2 separate regions of the Anas platyrhynchos genome follow, and region 2 is linked to region 1. Evidence: chromatin contacts called from public Hi-C data. All regions are on one chromosome and are shown on one strand. The core of a region is the stretch at or near the end of the contact, and the rest is flanking DNA. Distances in the headings are between cores, read along the strand shown. Region 1 holds the start of CARMIL1 (capping protein regulator and myosin 1 linker 1). Region 2 overlaps CARMIL1 (capping protein regulator and myosin 1 linker 1).

Evidence for each region. A called contact is a pair of places that touch in the nucleus more often than the background predicts.
Region 2: a contact with region 1 is called in a Hi-C map of F5 follicle, with 3 times the contacts expected there. The contact joins the enhancer-like site here to the promoter of CARMIL1 in region 1. A contact is called at or near these places in 5 of 8 Hi-C or Micro-C datasets (F5 follicle, liver, skeletal muscle and 1 more).

What each region holds. Positions count from the first base shown.
Region 1 is chr2:62,667,455-62,672,911 of IASCAAS_PekinDuck_T2T, reverse strand. CARMIL1 (capping protein regulator and myosin 1 linker 1) reads right to left here and starts at 3,364. Exons shown (of 38, transcript XM_072034847.1): 1 at 2,815-3,364. The coding sequence starts at 2,854.
Region 2 is chr2:62,736,854-62,742,852 of IASCAAS_PekinDuck_T2T, reverse strand. All of the region lies in intron 3 of CARMIL1 (capping protein regulator and myosin 1 linker 1), which reads right to left. Among named protein-coding and RNA genes, the nearest start is that of CARMIL1, 70 kb to the right of the region's middle. Within about 2 kb of position 2,387, at least 1 of the 8 cell types and tissues checked has an H3K27ac peak or open chromatin away from gene starts, as enhancers often do. A contact at or near this core is called in F5 follicle, where this site is marked.

The DNA.
Region 1 (5,457 bases), core at 2,115-4,614:
CTGAAGGGAACATACACACATGGAATCGTGTCAGAAAGCTTATACAACTGATGTAAGCGGTAGATAAACAGAGGAGCTCATCTGGACGAGCCAATTTGGCACCTTCCACACATTTCACTCCCCAGCCCCCCCAGACAAGGGCTGAGGAAGAAATCTTTTAAACACATTAACCTATTTCCCGCACCACTACTGGAACCTTTAAATGGCAAGTCTCCACCCTCCCTAGACGCACACACTTCGCCCTTGTGCAGAGTAAAGTTTAAAGGCTAAAACCAAAGATAATAGGCTCCTCATAAGGCTTTTAATTACAGAATGCTACTTTTTCCACACAATTTTCAGCCGTTTGCCTGCAAGGCAGAAGGGCACGCAGGACACAAACACGCCTGGTCAGCGCGACTCTCTGCCAGAAAGCGTTCCTTCTGCAAAATCCCAATGTTTTTTTGTTTTTTTTCCCCCAGGAATTTCAATTTTCCTCTCAGGAAACAAAAGCTCCTCGGCAGCAGCGAGCGAGCCCGGAGAAGGCCGTCCCCGAGCGGCGGCAGCCCTGTGGCAGGCTGCCAGCGCGCCCGGCTCCCAGGGCAACTGCTTGGTAGGGAGCCAGGCAGCCAGCTCCCTGAGCAGCCAGGTAAGCAGGGCCCGGGGGAAAGTCCAGCCCCGTCCTCCCTCCCGAGGCAAGCTGTTTTTCCAAAGCTTCCTCTTGCACCAATAACGCCCAGTCCTGCTCTTTCTGTCCCTGGGTGGGAGCTGAGGAGCAAGCTGACCACAGAGCACTTTTCCTAAAGGGAAGCCCGCTCTCCTTGCAGAAGGAAAGGTGCTGTGGGGGTCGCTGCTCCTGTACTTCCACCCCCAGCCTCTGCCTTTTGGTTTCTCCTCTCTGGCAAGCAGGGTATTTCCTCCTCTGGGGAGTGAGACCCACTTCCCTCAGTGTCCCACAGGTGCCACGCAGCAACGGTGAAAAGGACCGCAGGTCGGCAGCTCCGGCACGGCTGGGGAGAGGCCTGGGACCTGCGGCTCGGCCTGGCACCAGGATGCCAGCACCTGCCTGAAAGGGCTGGGGACATTTCTGCACAAAGTTAAGGTTTCAGCTTCACAGGTCTCTCCCGTGTAACCGAGGGCTCTTCCAAACACACTGGCCGCGGGAGGACTTGCAAAGTAGTTTGTCAGATTAAGGAGCACAAAGTTAAGGCTCCACTTCTCACGTACTCACTCATTTTTAACACCTGTGGCTATGACTGCCTATGTTCAGACACCAGCACCTTAGGGGAGCAGATCCAGGTAAGCCAACATTAATACAGAGATTTATTTTGATTTATTTATTTTTTTTTTTTTTAAGACTTCAACCTTCCTGACCTAGCAAAGGTCATGCAGGAAGTGAGTAACAACAAAAACCTGCAGTTCTGACAATTCTCACTCCCGGTTTAATCTCCACACTGTAATCACTACGGTATAAGGCACATCCTTCCGTCCTGTTCCCAAAGCATAGGGTTATTCCAAAAAGTCTGTTTATCAGGTTACATTTTAACATGCAGATGCCAAAATGCTGGGAGAAATCAAACCATCCCACTTGAACTGGCCCACAAGCCCCTAAAGAGCCCTGACAAAATGCAGTGGGTGGGCACAGGGAGCCAGGATTGGGGGTGGGGGGAGGCACTTCTTAAAATCGTCCAAAGCCACTGGAGGATGGGATGCATTGGGATGTTCAGCTTTGCCTTTCTCCTTAATGTGCACTACATCCCCCCTATGGTATAGCAGGGTACAGTGCAGATGCACAACAATTACTATCATGTGTTAGTATCTCAAATGTATTAAAAAAAGAAGAAAAAAAAATCAGTTTTAAACATAGCTCATCACTTCCCAGTAGCCAGGCTACATACTAATGCTAGTAACCCCCCATGGTTTGCACATTAAAAAGACCATAAATAAAGCGATTTTTTCTATACAGAGGAAAAAAATATCTGTGACAAATGCAACTTGCCATACAGATTTTTGCCGATATTTTATAAACACTCAAACTAATTCCCAGCAAAAGCACTGCCTGTAGCAACCAAAGGCACAGCAACAGTGTAAATGAGCTAGGTGATGTTTGTAAGAGCTGCATTCAGTGCAACATGTACCTGGTTGCATGACAAATCTGTTTCCATCTGTCACTGAGGCAGTACTTTAAATTAATTCCAGTGTAGGTGAGAGCTTCGTATTGCCCTTCAACAGGCGACCCGGCGTCTAAAACCCGTGGACGCCTGGCCTGAGCAGAGCAGCTGGATCCTAAAGCATCAGACCTGTTATCCCCAAATGACACCGGTTGCCAGCAGCCCGTATCGCCATGTACTGAGCACTCCCAAGTAGCGATGACAGCATTTTCAGGAGGTCCTCGCCATCAGCCAGCGTTGCTTAAGCACAGACCGTGGAACATGGGGGGGAGTAGGGGGGGAGGTCACCGCATGCAGCCATTAAACTTTAATTACAAATAGCCTCTCGGACGTGCACACAGACGAAAAAAAAATGAGTTTTAAACAAGCCCAGTGGGGTGGGAGGGGGGGAAAAAAAAACATCATGTAACCCCCCCCCCCCGGGCGCAGCTTGGAGGCTGACAGCAGGGCTGCTACCGGCTCTTCCCCACGCGTGTCCCTGCCCCGGGGGACCCCCGGGAGCCCCCCAGGACCCCCACCAGCCTGCACCCCCACTGGAGAGCCCCCCCGGATCCCCCCCGGCTCGGGTCCCCGCAGGCAGCAGCGGGGCCTCGTCCCCCGGCCCTCCCGTCCCCCGGGGAGCCCGCAGCCCCCCCGGTGCCCCCCGCCCGGCACCCCCAGCCCTCACCTATCAGCTCCCGGGGGAGCTCGGAGCTCTCCTCGGCCATGCCGGGCGGCGGGGCTGCTTCAGCGGCTGGCCGCCCCTCCGCAGGGCCGGGCGAGCATGCGAGCCGCGGGGCGGGGGAGAAGGAGGAGGAGGAGGAGGAGGAGGAGGAGGAGGGCGAAGAGGGCTGGCCCTGCGCCGGGGTGCCGTGCGAGAGCGGAGGGAAAAGGGGATGGGGATCTTCAGAGAGCGGCCGGGAGGGGCATTTCCCGGGGAGGAAGCCAGCCCCGAGGCAGGCAGGCAGGCAGGGAGGGAGGGAGGAGAAGAAGGGAGGAGGAGGGAGCCGGGCGGGGGCTGCCCGCCCTCCTTCCCCCTCGCCGCGGCAGGATGAAGGAGGGAGGGATGGATGGAGGGAGGGTGCCCTCCCCCGGCCTCCGCAGCTCCCGAGAGGGGAACCGTGGCGCCCACGGCCGGCAGGGCAGGGGAAGGCAGGGAAATGCAGCCCCCCCAGCCCCCCGGGGTGAGGGGAGGGCGGCCACGGGGGCCACCTGCCGGCCGCCGCCGCTCCCACCCGCAGCACGGCCCCCGGGGAGAGCGGCCATGGCGCGGCCCCCAAGGGTCTCCCGGCCCCAGGCTCCGCTTTGGTCCCTGCTCTCCGCCTCCTTCTCCCTCCAGGCAGGGTCTGGGGTCTGATTTGGGGTCGCCATTGAGGCCCTGGCCCTACTGGGGGGCTCGGGGGGCTGTGGTGATAGCCCAGGCACGACCTGAGTGCAGGTAAATAAATAACTGCGACAACAGCATGAGGGCTGAGCTGCCCGGTCCTTGGCTCGCAGGAAGCCTCTCGCATGGATGAACCGTCTCCTTTTCCACGGTTTGGCTGTGCTGGTGCTGGCTGTTGACAACCCCTGAGCGCCAAGAGGAAGCATTGCAACACTGCTACAGCACCAAGCGCAGATGTTTGCAGCCTGCGCTCGGCCACCGTGAGGTCCCACAGGACACGGTGCTCCATGGACGTGGCCTCTCCAGCCAGCACCACTCAGCACAGGAGCCATGCAGAACCGCCTACGGCAACGAGGTCTCAAGGTCTCGCTGCCGGCCCTCCTCAACAGGTCCTCATCCTCGGCAGATGCATCCTCTGGCCTTGCCCCACAGGAGTGCTCCTTCTCGTGTGTTTCTTTAAAAAAAAAGGTTGACGCTGTAAAGGGAGTGGTTGTAACCATCAAGTCAGCCCTCATTTCCTGCTGCCTGGGAACGAGATCGCCAAGGCTGGGTCGCTTTAAGCCCCGGCGAAGGATAACCTCTGATCCAGAGCTCATCTGCCTCTTCTGCACTCCCCCACCTCGTCTCCACAGGGATGTCACCTGTTATAAGGTGATGCCCTTGTTACAGGTTGTTTAGCAAACGCCTTAGGAGGGGAAAGGCAAGTATCTGGGTTTATGCTAGACTGAAGGAAACCAGAAGCATGCCTCCTTTCCCAGGATCAAAGAAAACCCCACAAATAGCAGTGTTTTGCTTGTTGCACTGTGCCGCTGAGCATTTTTGTTATGTGCAACAGACGCGTTACAGAAACACAGCACGTGAGCTGCCTAATTGCGCCTATAAAAATAAGGGCAGACAGAAGCTCATTGGATGAGGGGAGAGGAAGAGGCTAGGCAGCTCTGGAAATACTTCGGCTTGCTCCTGGTAGCGATGCACAGTTTCAATGAGAAGATCATTTTCACTGCAGCAGGACTGTGATTGGTCGTCCTGCATCCTGAAGGGGTGGATTACTGCATAAACCTCATATTTCAGGCGCTCTACAAGTGAGTGACGGATCTGCAAGATCAAAGTCATTTATGCCTATTTAAGACGCCTGAAATGCATTCAGTGAGAGCAACAGCACAAATCCAAGAAGATGACTTATTTTCCTGGTAAAATGCTGTGCTGCTGCTCTGTGCATCTAGGGGACTACACATTCCCTGGTCTTCAAAAGAAACATAACTAGCAGTTTGAAATGGTTGCGACTTGTGAAACGATTTTATGATTCCCCACAGCAACAACCAGCTCTCTGAATAACTTTAGCTATTATCTTACCAACACAGATACAATTACTAAAGAAATAGATACAAATTTGCTGCCTTTCCTTTTTGTTGTTTAACTACAGGAAGCAAATAGGGACATTCTTTAAAGAAAATAAACAAACAGTAAATATAGGGTATACTGGTAAAAGAAGCTGTGTGCTTTTAACACACAGCACTGCCAGTCAAACTTTACCTGGCCATATATATGCATAGAAAGAGAGCTCTATACCTGCTTGTTGATGGTCCTCTGCTCCCTCTTCTTCACTGTACCTGCATCCTTTTCCTTTCTCTGCAGAATACCTGACAGTCTTTCCTCATAGCTCAGCACAAATATGCATTTTTTGCTTGTTGCACATAAGCAAGCTTACTTCCAACTGAGGGATCTGAGCATCTTTGGGCAGAAAACAAAACAAAAATAACAACTACAAAATAGGAATTCTGAAGTTCACATCTTTTCTAATACCCAGGAAGGAAAAATCAGATTATTAGGTCTGCATAAGGAAGGATATGTAATTTCATGCAGTTACTTCTGTATTGAGTCTAATGCCCTGTGTTTGACTAAAACTTCCCCAAAAGATACCTTCTCTTCCATCGCTATTTACTTACT
Region 2 (5,999 bases), core at 1,138-3,637, 71 kb before region 1:
CAGTAATATTATTAAAGAATCTCTTCTAGGAAAATCCTGAAACCAGAGGGAAAAAGCCTCGAGTGGAGTTAGCGACAATTCCCTTTGCTGTCATACACTGAAGGAAGCAAAACTGGGCTCCGATCCAGTACAGCTGAGCAAATAGACTGCTGCAATCTGGTCATCTACCAACTAGTTAGTATAGTAGCATCAAACTAGAAGAAATGTATTTAATCGATCTCTCGAGGACATCTAATAGCAATCTTAGTGACACTTTAAAAAGAAGCAAGGATAAGAAGTCCTCTCAGGAACTGCGGTGCACTTAAATGTGACCAAAATATGCAACATAAATAAGATGGTAGTAATATAAGAGACTATATGCAAATATTTTCCTTTGGATACAGAGAGTGCATTTCTAGAATAACAATGCAAAGATTTCTCAGTGACACCAACTGCATTTCTTCTCTGGCAAGGACAATGGAAAAACGTGATTAGATTAGTGAGAACAGTGACTCAGGGGAGAAAACACAATGAGACTGAAATATTTTCAAAGTTATTGCCAATCGAAATATAATGATATATAGAAGTACCACTTCAATTTCCACTCACAGATCTAAAGCCTTGCAAGAGCAATGAATCAGTTTGCAAAACCACAGCACGGCTTCTGATTTACCCACCTATGGAATTAGTTATTGTCGCCTACATTTTTCCAGCCAAAAAAAATAAAAGATCCCAGTTTTCAAATCTAGATTCAAATATGTAGAAGATCAAAACCCCGCAGCACATGCAGAGTTTTCCACAGAGCTGGGACCCGCTATGTCCAGTCATGCTAGATAATCATTTCTCTCCATACACGGAGGTTAACACAACACATATCCCACTCAGCACCCAGCTCCTAACATGCTTTAGACTTTTTGAAGTTTGGATTTGAACCTCTGTATCTCAGCCAACCTGCATTACAGCAGGAAATGGTGCCAGGAGATGACAGCAGGGCAGCAGCATGGCAGGAGCAGTGCAGCAGGGACGGGTCGATGGTGCTGGTGTGAAAGGCAGGGTGAAACCTGAAGGGAAGCAAGGGAGCCTGGGTGCTTTGTATCATTCACATCGGCTCCTGGTGGATTTTACATCTAGGACCCAGAATCCTATTTTTACAGTAACATATCATATCTTGCTAAAACTTAAAGGCATGAACACCGCCAAATACTAATGTTTGATGTTAGCAGAATCTCTCAGAGCTGAAGTGAACAGAGACAGTGCTCCAGTTATCACTGAGTTAGGGCCACGCTGCTGGTGAAGAGAAACATTACCTTACCTCCTTTTAACACCCATCCATCACCTGAAGTCCCATTTTGCTGTCTGGCACACCTCTGCTGCAACCCAGGGCAATGAAACATCCCAACCCTACCAGACAAATCAGCCTTGTCCCCTTGCACGCACTTTGGGGATAGAAAAATTCTGTCCTGCTCACTTTCAAGATGCAAGATTGCAAGCACTCCTTCTACAATCCTGCATACAAAGGACAGGGAAGGGTCTCACGGAATAAAACTGGGATTCCTTCCACTCTTTCACTGCTCTTCCTAAGGGCAGCTGCCCACAGTATTTGCATGCAACGCTCCTGGGTATCTCTGGGAAGGACTAAACGCTCAGTCACACCCTTGTATTGGATAGTGCTGCTTACAAAGGCTCCTTTTAACATGATTACAATAAACATGATCAGCCCAAGTAGCAAAGGTAAATGCAAACCAGGTAACCAGAAGGCTGTAAGATGGTTATATTGGAAAAGGATGTTCCAACAGAGCATAAGTCAGTGCATCTCCATGTGTTGGATGCACAGAGACTCCCATAGTGATCCTGCCAAAGCCAAGCACCTATTTGCCTTAAGAAAATGTATTTACATACAGAGAACTGTTGTAGGATGATGCCCCTTTATTTATCCCACAAACGATTCTTGAGCAATAATACAGTACAAAAGCAGCCTGAGCCCTTTTATCCAGTAACACTGAGATTTCCACAGTTGGGATTGTCAGAAGCAAGTAAGAGTTTGATTTTTACATGAGGTCAGTCAGAGACAAGGTCAATGATTACTGCAAAATTAATGTCCCATTTTGACAACAGCAGGACCAGGCTTCTTTCAAAAATGGTAGACTTGGCCAAGAGGAGGCCTGGCATTTATCACAATTTCAGCTGCTAAAATCCATGAATATGCATACTGACCTTTGACAGGATCACCGTTAGTTCACTGCTTTCTCTTTAATCCATCTTTTTTTTCACAATTTTATGCAACATCTGCATTTTAACATCAACATGTTTGTTCATGTTTGGAAACACAGCAGCCTCTACCCCAAAGCCACTCGAGGTTCTTCTGATAAGCTGAGAAACATTACCAGTTTTTGGTGCCCTCTTTCTCCTTGATCCAGTTGCAGTGCATAAACAAATAGATCCCAGCTTGCCCTTTTCTCTGTGAGTAGGGCTCTGCTTGCAAGAGCAACACAACACATATTGTGGACTCTTACAAGAACGCATTACCCCCTCTTCCCACCCTGTGAAATGTGATGCTGATGCCAAACACAGAGGCACCGGAGGTGTTTTCACACTCACCGTTCACCTCCCCGTTGGAGCACGGAGTTATTTTGTGAGCGAAGTCCCAGGTCTCCGTGCATTCCTCTAACATGAATAATGAATGTGTGCTTAATTACATAATTGTCCAGGGCTTTCCAAGGTTTCCAGCGGTGTTGAGTTTTATGAATAGCTAGATTCTAGATTTCCTGGAGTTTTTAATTTCTTCCCATAAAGAAAATAAAAAGCAAAAGGTAGCCCCTAGCTACTCTCCAGCAGTTCTCAAGCATTTTACTAAGAGGATTCTGCTACCATTATGCTTATTTGGCACTTGAGGCACCTTAATTACAAGAAAAACAGCGTCTCGGTCAAAGTCACATCAAAAACCAGTCACTCAGAAAAACACTTATCCATCAGCAGCACAAAGCATGCCCTGGCTTAGATTGTGCCAGAAGCATGGGCCAGGCACGGTGTTTAACCTCCTTTTCCTTCAGATAAAGAAACATTTATGTGTTCAGCTCACCAAGCTGCAACCCCATTCCTCCATAACCACATCATTTGGTCACAAGTGGTAGTCAATCATTAATAAATTTAAAAGATCCTGTCAAAATATAAACACATGGGGTGTAAAGACTCATGCTTTAACACACCTGTATACCCAAAGACTTGCAAGTGACTGCTGTGACAGGGATCAAAGCAAGCAAGCACACCCAGGCTGCTGCTGCGTGAAAGGGATGAAAAGGAGAAGTATATTTAGTGTGCAGTTGCTTCAGTCTGTCTTCCTACTCTGCCTTTTTTTAAGCACAAAGCAGAATTATTATTTGAATGTTAAATGACTCCTACTCACATGCAGATACCCCAAAGTTGACGATTTCTTAATGTTTTTATCATTCTCAACTCTGTGACACTCCACCTCTTAAAAGTATGTGAAATAAGTTAAAAATTGAAAATTAATTTGGAAACATTCACCAAAAACATACCCTGCAAGTTATTTCTGCAGAGATTCGTGGCCTACAAGGTCATCTTTTATTTACCAGAAAAAATAATTTGCTTCAGTAAATACAACTTGAGCACAGATTCTCAGTGAGACTCAAGAGAACAAATACACAGATGCATCTTGTGATTTATTGACAAATTCTAGCCATATTTTGGCACTGTAAGTTTAATTACCAGGGCTGCACTGGGTTAACCCAGCAGACTACCTGTCCATCAGTCTGGGGAAGGTCATTAGTTGCTCTAATGCATCTGTTTTGCCAGACAGACCACAGCAACTCCAGCAACCTCATCTATATTTAAAGTGGTTTCAAATTCTCAAGCAAATGAAACAAATCTTTTAAAAACCACTGCCCTACTCAAAATACCTTGGAATAAAGAGTTCTGGAAAACTCAATGATGATGTACACCATGATCATATACACAGCTTTGTGATGAAATAAAATAACATGAAACAACCCCAGCATTTTGCTAGCCACGGGAAGGTTCGTGATGCTCACCCCATTCACCCCATGGCTGGAAACTGCCCTTTGCTGAAATGCTTATGAATAAATAAATAAATACATAAATAAAAGCCAATTTCTTTTCTCTTGCTGAAAACTGATTGACAGACACCTAAAAAAAAACTTTCTAATTTTCTGATGAAATGTTGCAGTTTTCCCATTTAAAATACACTCTCTGATGCCTTCAGTTCCTTTTCCCCCCAACATTTGCCATTTTGTCAGTCTCAAACTGCTTCAGTCTCTTCCATCACAATTTACTTCATGAAAGAAGCATTTGTGACAGGCTTTCTTATTTAGAAATATATCATTTAGAGAATTCCTTGAAGTCCAGAAGACAGTCAATCTTTTCTATATACTTCGCAGCTACACCATCCCTGTTTTTGTCATTATTCATTATCATAATTATCCCAGTTGTGATTATTTTTCCAGTCCATGCTTACTAGCTGCTCTATGATTTCTATCAGAAGCTCTCCATTACTACCACTGGTTCAATACCTAATGCATACATAATAACATGAAGTAAAGCAGCAGCACTAATATACGTTTTGTTTTGTTAATATATGGATGAATCAATACGTGTTAGGCCATCCAGTCTCTTTCGGTCCCTCCAGGATGGCCTGTTCATTTCCTGTGCTGCATGTCTGGCTTTGTAAATGCCTCCATCCCGAAGTGACCGGAGTTCGATCAGATAAAAGGCCCTTTCCAGCACTGTGTCAGAGGGATTTGAGAGAGATTTGAGCGAGTTTCAACCAAGGCAATTTCTGCTAAAAGCACAGTGTCTCCCTGTACGAAGAGGCTAGCTGACATCGTGGAGGCTTTTTTGGAGGGCTGGTTAGTTCAGGCTCTGCAGGAACATGTGCGTTACTTCAGGGATGGTTTCCCTGTGCCCACGATGGGTTCTCCTCTGTTCCTCTGGCTCCAGCAGAGCAGCTCAGCTCAAGGCTGCCCCAAGGGCTGATGGCAGCACCACCTTCACCTGCAGTCCTCCAAGCCCAAATTTGGCTGCCATCATTTGGGTTTGGCTACTTTTAAAGTGTCATCTGGGATAAAGACATCAGCATACCTTATTTGCTCTCGTTCCGAGGACGTATTCATTTATCCAGCAGCACTAAAGAGGTCTTCCTGAGCTGGGGAAAATCTGGAGCATGCGTTTGTGACATTTACCTCTTAGCATTCACTTGCAAACACTACAATTTCTCCCTCCCTCAGTCCACCTCAGCTGTATTGAACATACTCACAGGTTTGTCTACATCATCGATGCCTGTGTAGCTGCCCAAATACCAACGTGAAACACACCCCAGATGTAGTTTCACATACCTCTCAATAAGGGGTATGCGAAACCTTCACTGCTCTTCACTACTGCAGCACAGCATTACAAACTCAAAGCTGTTCTGTTATGGCCCATCAGTTTTCCTTCTGTCCATGTTTTCTGGACAGCAAAGGATAGTATGGAGACCAGTTGTTAGTTGAAATGGGTTTTTATAGAAAAATAGTGGGGTCAGATGTCAGAATAGCTGGTAACAAATCCACTGCGTTTCAGGAGAAGTGAAGCATGTTTCAAATTAATTTACAGAACAAGACAGGGAACACCACAAGATGGCACAATGGAGTGCTTCGTTTAAATTTACCTTTCAGGCTAAGTTGTAGTAGACCTATTTAAATAGAAATGCTTACTTAGCTATTGGAGAGCTGTTGCAATATCCAGAAGAGTTTCTACTTCACAGACAGCAATGAACAAGCCCTCCTCAGAAGAGGAGGTTAAAAAACCCATCCTTATTTTAAAGCTGACAAAACGAGGCTTGAATACAAATAAACAAAAAGGCAAAATAAGTAGCAAAGCTTGAAAGAGAAGCTTGAAATAAACCACTGCTAATTCTGGCCTGAGAGAGGAAACAATGGGGCATGGAGGTTTGTCAGCAACTTAAAACAAGGTCTGATGACCACAACATTTTTTTCAGTAACCTTCTC